Linked DNA regions of Sus scrofa: region 1 is linked to region 2. A link is a contact called in public Hi-C data. All regions are on one chromosome and are shown on one strand. The core of a region is the stretch at or near the end of the contact, and the rest is flanking DNA. Distances in the headings are between cores, read along the strand shown. Region 1 holds the start of LOC106509660. Region 2 overlaps MLXIPL (carbohydrate-responsive element-binding protein).

Evidence for each region. A called contact is a pair of places that touch in the nucleus more often than the background predicts.
Region 1: a Hi-C map of skeletal muscle shows a contact between it and region 2, with 2.5 times the contacts expected there. The contact joins the promoter of LOC106509660 here to the enhancer-like site in region 2. A contact is called at or near these places in 11 of 47 Hi-C or Micro-C datasets (embryonic fibroblasts, epiblast stem cells, liver and 4 more) and 1 of 2 datasets of contacts at active chromatin or transcription factors (skeletal muscle).

The regions. Positions count from the first base shown.
Region 1 is chr3:10,990,067-10,993,587 of Sscrofa11.1, forward strand. LOC106509660 reads left to right here and starts at 1,887. Exons shown (of 6, transcript XM_013995547.2): 1 at 1,887-2,139. STX1A (syntaxin-1A) reads right to left here and starts at 1,780. Exons shown (of 11, transcript XM_003124422.5): 1 at 1,687-1,780. The coding sequence starts at 1,716.
Region 2 is chr3:10,913,964-10,917,392 of Sscrofa11.1, forward strand. The region is part of intron 1 of MLXIPL (carbohydrate-responsive element-binding protein); the gene reads right to left. Among named protein-coding and RNA genes, the nearest start is that of MLXIPL, 19 kb to the right of the region's middle. Within about 2 kb of position 1,733, at least 45 of the 83 cell types and tissues checked have an H3K27ac peak or open chromatin away from gene starts, as enhancers often do. A contact at or near this core is called in liver, skeletal muscle and subcutaneous adipose tissue, where this site is marked.

The DNA.
Region 1 (3,521 bases), core at 637-3,136, 76 kb after region 2:
CCCTGCAGCAGAAGGGAGGAAGCTGACGAGCCAGAGGATGTCAGGTGCAAAAGACTGTGTTCCCCTTGACCACCTGGTTCCCACAAACACTCTTGTCTGACGCACCAGGCACCCAGACACCAGCAAATCCACCACACGGCCATTCATCGCCAAGATAACAACACTCCTTCTGACTCAGTCAAGCACAGGAAACTTGAGGGCAACCACAAAAGCTGGTGGGGGAAGTGTTTAGACACCATATATGACATTAGGGGCCATCTTCTTCCTTTGGAACCTCGTGGGGTTTACCCTGGGGGCTGGGCACTCAGCCAGGAATAACACAGGTCTGACGGGAGAGTGGGGGCTGGCAGCTGAGCAATGGGGAGATGGAGGCAGGACAGCACGGGTTGCAGCCCCGGGATGCCTAGGAGACAAGACTCTAACAGGGAGACCCAGGCACAAGTGCAGAAAACCTATGGGCAGAAAGGACAAGCAATGGGATCAAAAGCCCAAAGGACACCTGGAACTCTCCATATAAGGGGACCCAGATTGCTGGCTCTAAGCTGGGCAGCAGAGTAAGGGTTCTGGGGAGGCAGTGAGCTAGGGCCCCCTCTTCCCAGAGACCAGGAGCCAGCAGAGAGGTCAGCCAGAGCATCTGAGGAGTCTCAGCCTGGTCTAGAGCCCTGATGCCCCCCTCCCCACAGACAGGTTTCATTTCCTTCACTGCCCCCCACAGGTGCCCGAGGATGGCCATCTCTAAGGGCAGAAGTGCAAACATTCTGGTAAATGGCTAAGGCCAGGGGAGAGGGGGGGCTTGCTGAGAAGGAGAGGGTGGCAGGGATCTCTGTCAGGACTGGGAGAAGCGGGCTCTGACTAGGTACCTTTGCGCATCCTTCTACTCCCCCTATCCAAACCCCACCCCAGAAGCCACACCCCAGGGGCCTCCGAAACACAGGTGGAAAAATAGGTTCAGGTCGGAATCAGACCAGGGAACCCTGGAAGGGTCTGGAAACGCCGGCCCGGGCTGCCCATAAGCCAGAAAAAGACTGGGAGCGGGTCTGATCCCTCTCGGACTAGGGCGGGCAGCAGATGCCCATCGCCACCGGGTGGGGAGCCACAGGTGATGGGAGCTACAGGTGATGGGAGGTGATGGGGGCAGCGAGCGGCAAGCGCCCGGCGAGACAGCGTCCGCTGGAGGAGCCCGGCCCCACCCCACCGCCCGGTTTCCGCAGCGCGCCCTGCAGCGGGGCTCTGGGCAGGGGACTGCTCTCGGCCCCTTCCCACCAGTCCCATCTGTCTATAATGGAGGAGGGGACAGGAGGGTCAGTGAGGAGACACCCTGGGGAGACCAAGACGGGACCGGCTCCGCAGAGCAGGGAGAAGGCCAGGCTTCTGTCCCGCCACTTATATCCGAGAATAGCCCTCCGACCCCCCAAAGCAAGGGGGCGCCGAAAAGTTAATCCCGGACCCCGGGTTTCAGCCGCCAGCCCGCGGGCCATCGGAGCCGAGCTCACGCGAGCCCGTGACCCCAGTGGGTCCGAGGGGCGGGACCCGGAGAAGATTCGCGGTCCCCGGCTGGGCACCGCTTCTTCCCACCCTGGCCGGGGACGCAGGGGCTGCCGTCCCAGCTGTCACCGAAGCTGGGCAGAGAGCGACCAGCGCGCTGGACGCGAGCGGCAAGAGGCGCCGCGCAGGGGCCGGACTCACCGTGCGGAGCTCCTGGGTTCGGTCCTTCATGCTCCCGGGAGTGGCAGCGGCGCCGGCTGCAGCCCTGTGAGCCCCGCATGCGCGGCGGCCGCCCCGCGGCTGCGCAGCGCCAGCCCGGCCCCGCCCCGGCCCCCGGGACCCCGGCCCAGCCCTCAGTCCGGCCCCGCCCCGCGCCCGCCCCGCCCCGCCCCGGCCGGTCCCGGCCTGGAACCTGGGTCAGGGCCTCTGGCTTCCCGCTCCCATCCTCACACCAGGTCTCCAGAAGCGTCACAGCCCTGGAACCTCGGCCCCCTGCGTTCTCGACGCCTCGTGATCCTGCCTGGGGTCGGGCCCCAGAGCCCCTGCTCCCTCCCCCATCTCAACCCTCCCTCGATTCGGCCGCTCAGCATCCCTCCTTCTGGACCCTGGATCTTCACCCCTAGAGCGCCTCACATCGCCAGGGATTTGCTAGAGGTTAGACCCCACCTCCCTCCTTCCTCTTATTGCCTTAGGACCTCCAGCATCCCTCTCCAGAAGCCTTCTCCAGCCCAAAGCCTCCAGGGTTCCAGCCTTTGAGCCCTTACCCTTCCTGTCTCTCCCCAACATCTTATCCACTCTCAGATGCTGGCCCTCTCTTTCCCCAGGATTTCTCAGTTCAATGCCTGATGTTGCGAGACCACCCCTTTGCCTTTAGTTCCCACTCCCAAGGGGATGCAGGAGCCCCTCTATCTTTGGGGAAGGAGATCGAAGTTGTAGTCCCATGTCCTTCTCCTTTCCCTTCATTCTCAACCCTGCATCCCAGCCCCAGCCCTGAGATCTTATTTCCTGTCTAGAAGCTGGGGGCAGCTAGTTTGGGGCCCAGCTTCTCTGGACGAATGGAAAGATCTTTGGCGTACTGCAGAGGGGTGGTGGGTGGCGGCTAGTCAGGAGCAGATGCTCCTTTTCTGCTCCCTGCCAGCATCTCGTTGAGCAACAGCCACATGCACACACCCAGCTGTCCCCTCTGTGCCCTGGCCCAGACGCTCTTGACCTCGAGCCAAGCACTCCCCCTTCCCTTCCCCAGGGCTGCCAAGGTGTTGTTTTGGAGCTGGACCAGTCCCCTGCTGCCCAGTGTGTCTGAGCCTGGCACTTCTCCCAGACGGTGGGCATAGGTTAGCTGGCTGGCAGACAGGCTGGAGACACTGTTCCAGCTATCCCTCCTTCCTTGGAAAGTCTGGCCCAAGATTAGCTCCAACGTAGCCTGGCATGAGAGATGACCACACCCCTTCCACTTGTCCAGACATTGACGGTGCCCCATTTGACAGATGCGAAACCAGGACTCACCTGCCAGAGAGCCTTCCCAGGATTTTGGGAAATGGGTGGCAGGGAAGGTGCTGCTTCCTGGTCCAGAGTAATTTCTGTGTGCAGGGTGACTCAGTGGGGCAAGTCATGGTTGCAGCCCCCAGAGCCCAGTGTCTGGCTTCATGGGGAGAGGGCAGAAGGGGAGACACAGCTCCTGCCCTCAGAGAGTCCTAGTGTCATGCCAAACATTACTTGTTGGGATGCACATTGAATGGTAGCATGAAAAATGAATAAAGAATGAATGTGGGCTCTTCACCTTATACTCTTTCTTTCTGGTACAGGTCTTAGTCTCATTCACTCATTCATCAAACATTACCCCCCAATAAGGCTTTCCGTGTCCTTTGTGATCTGGCCCTGCCTTCCTTCCTGGAGGCCACCGTTGCTCCCACTGTGTGAGCAGCCATGATGCCTGCTCTGCACTCACTTCTGGGGTCTTTGCACGTGCCTGGAGCACTCTCCTCCCTGTCTCTTCTCTCGTCACCATGCACCTGGCCAATGACTTCTAGTTCTTCCCT
Region 2 (3,429 bases), core at 483-2,982:
ATACCTCCTGGGCCAGCTTCTTTTGTGGCACCTGGGGCATGCCTGAGTGTGTTGCCCCAGCCTGTATCCCAGCAACCTCCCAGCTCACTCTGATCACCCAGTGCCCCCCTCCCCAGCCTGCCTACCCTCCCTCCTCCATTTCCCTGCTGAGATGACAGGTAAGGTTGACAGAGCTGGGACAGTGACATCCAAGCCCAGGAGGAAGGATTTGGTCTGTGCTGGGCCTGTCTGCTGGAAGGGGAGGTCTGGAGCAAAGTCTGTGGCCAGGGTTCAAGAGCTTCTTACGACTAATAGAAATTCTGGAAATCTTGAGGATGGGATGAGAAAAACTCAGAACACTCCCTAGCGCTATCCCTCCCATCTACCTTGCGGAAACTCCCTTGGAGTCTCCCTGATAGGGTCCTGCTCGCTCCCCACATCCCTGAGGCCATTCTTTCCAGAGCTAGCCAGCTCTGACCATGAACAAGTGTTTTCTTGGAACTTCCAGTTCCTGCCTCTCTGTGGCTTCCACCCACGGAACCATGGAACACGGGCCTCCTCCCAGTGGAGCAGCCGTCTCTCTGTCCACAGAGTCCTGCTGAGGATGAAAACTGGCCAGACATCCACAGATGTCCTTTGGGTCCAGCTGGCCAGTTCCTCCCAGCACCTCTGGAGGTGCTCACTGACCCTTCCCTTGGCTTACTCTCTTGGGACACCCTGGCGTCCTCAATCCTCCCCCCTCCAAGGAACCCCTGTTAGGGGTCTTCAAGGGCTACCACATTATCCCAGGCTGAGCCTCTGTTTTTCCCTCTACCAAATGGGAGAATCCAAAGACTCTGCTGGTACTAAGCCACTTGCATCCCTGACGCTCAGGCCCCCACCCCAGGCAGGCCATAGAGATCGCGTACTCTGTGTTTAGGGAGAAAGCCCAGTTCTCTCTACCCCAGCTGCCACCGAGTGGGGTGCCATCAGCTTCCAGTCAGCCTCCTAGTGGAGTGAGCTCTGTCCCCTGCCTTGTCACCTCCCCAGAACCTCCCCTTTTGGTCACCCATGGTCTGGGATGGGGGGTGGGCATGAGCCAGCCCAGGGAGAGCAGTGTACAGTAGAAAGCAAGAAGCTTAAGTTGGGAGTGGGTGGGAAAAGGGGGAGATCTTGGGAGGGGTCTGGGGAGCGGGGGTGCCCACATCCGGTGTACCATGACCTCAGGTGCCCTGTCCCAGGAGGTCCCGTGATGTCCCAGGAAGGGAGGGAGGAAAGGGATGGGAATTTGAACTTTCCACACTGGACTGGTGCTCTGGATGATCAGATTGCAACATGACCTGGGCCTGGGGCCAGAGCGTGTGTGGGCCAAGGTTACAAAGCGTACAGCCAATGGGGTCGCGGCTGGGCACCGGGGTAGGGGGCGGGAAAAATTCCCCCGCAATCCCCACCTCAGCTCCCACTCCCAGGCAGAGCAGCAAGTGCCGGTCTGTAGCCAGCAGTTCTCAGAAGAGGAGGAGGAGCAGCAGAGGAAGAGGAATATTTGCACAGAGAAAAGATCAAGGCCGGGCCGATCCCCCTTTCTCCCCTACGGTTTTTCAGTTGATAATTGATCCTGGCCCCTCCGCTCTGGGGAACTTTGCTCCAGGGCAATGAGCCAGGACCCCGGTTCGCACCCTTCCCTGAGAAGCAGGTGTGGAGCTGGGGCTGGGCGCGGCCTGTGTGCTCTGCAACACGCCAAGCAGGGGTCCCAGGCAGCATTAGGCGCTCAGACTCCAGGGACGACCTAGGGAGGGGAGCCCAGGCCTCCCAGGGACCAGCCCCCCTGCAACCCTCAACACCCTCTGCTTGTCCACGGCTGGGAAACTTCGAGCTGAGCCTCCCTGGGTCCCAGCGGAGCACCCTCCAGCCACCCTTGACCTAGCAGGTCAAGAACAGGTGTCCCTGCATTTGGAGGGTGCAGGGTGGAGGAGATACTGGGTTTCTGTCACTGTGGCTATGAACTGGGACAGTAATGGGCATGAGGAGTACCAGGAGGGTGCAGGAATAGGGTGGGTCTGGGCCCGGGCTGCTGCAAGCAGTTGGGTGGAGTGGCCCCTGGAGTGGAGGGTGGGATGTTAGGACAGCCTAGGGTCCTGGGAGCGCAAGGGATGCCCTGGCATTTCTTTGGGGGCTGAGGGGTCGGGAGGTGGGAGGGAGGTCTGCAGCAGGCCTGCAGAAGTGGAGGTGGAGAGCAGGAGGTCCCAGCCCTAGGGAAGGAGTCATGGTGGGGAGGAATGGGACCCAGGAGGTGCAGCTGGGCTGGGTCGGAAAAAAACTCCAGGTTAAGGTGGAGGGAGGGTATCTAGGCTGTGGCCAGAGTCTCTGAGAGCAGCCGGGGACCAGGACTTGGGGCCAGGTGGGGGTGTCCGGGGCCCCAGCGCGCGGTCCCGCCGTGGAGGACCGAGGCCGTCGGCCCCGGAGCTGCCCTCACCTGTAGGCCAGGCTCATGCACTCGAAGAGGCGGGTGAGTGTGGGGTCGATGCTGCGCGGCCCGAAGTCAGCGAGCCCCAAGGGCCCCTCCTGGTCGCGCCGCCGAGTCAGGGAGTCGCTGTGCGGGGACGACACCATGAAGTGACCGCTGTGGATGACCTGCGAGCGAAGCAGGCCGCCCGCGCTGCGCCGGGTACTCGGGTCCTCTGAGTCTGTGTCCGAGTCTGAATCCGGGCTGGGGACGAGCCGCGGGCCCTGCAAGCCCGCAACCAGACCTGCCAGCGCCCCGGCCATGGCCATCGCCGCCGCCGCCTCGCCTGAGCTCGGTGCAGCTGCCCGCGCCGCCCCTGTGGCCAGACCGGCTCCATTAGCATAACCCCGCCCCTCCACCGGATAGGTCGCTCGACGAGGCGGAGCCTCGAGGCGCGCGGGTACCGACCGGGGTTCCTTCAATTAGCATAATCAACTTGCCAGGTGTGAGAGAGCGCCTGCCCGACCCGTGGGTCTGGGGTTTGTAAGAGGAGGAGGTCCCTACCATCCTTCCTGTCTTTCCTTCTGCTGCGACTACTTAGAGTCCTGATGGGCCCGCCCCTCCTTCACTCAAAAGAGGTCTCGAGAAGAGGCGTTCACACCTGGGCCTGAAAGCACCTTAGAGTGAGGGATTCCTGCTTCCAGGGGTGCTCTCCCTTAAGGCCCCTTATTACTTACTGCCCCCTGCCCTCTCTGATCTACCAGGTCACATTCACTCCCTCTCAGTCCTCCACACAGCTGGAAGCACCCATCTCTCTGAAGTCTTGTGTGGTCTGCCTCCCCCAGTGACTTTCCTTTTTTTGCTTTTTAAGGCCGCACTCGCGGCACATGGAAATTCCCAGGCTAGGGGTCGAATCGGAGCTACAGCTGCGGGTCTATGCCACAGCCACGCTGGAGCCAAGATGCATCTGCGACCTATACCACAGCTCATGGCAACACTGGATCCCTGACCCATGGAGCGAGGCCAGG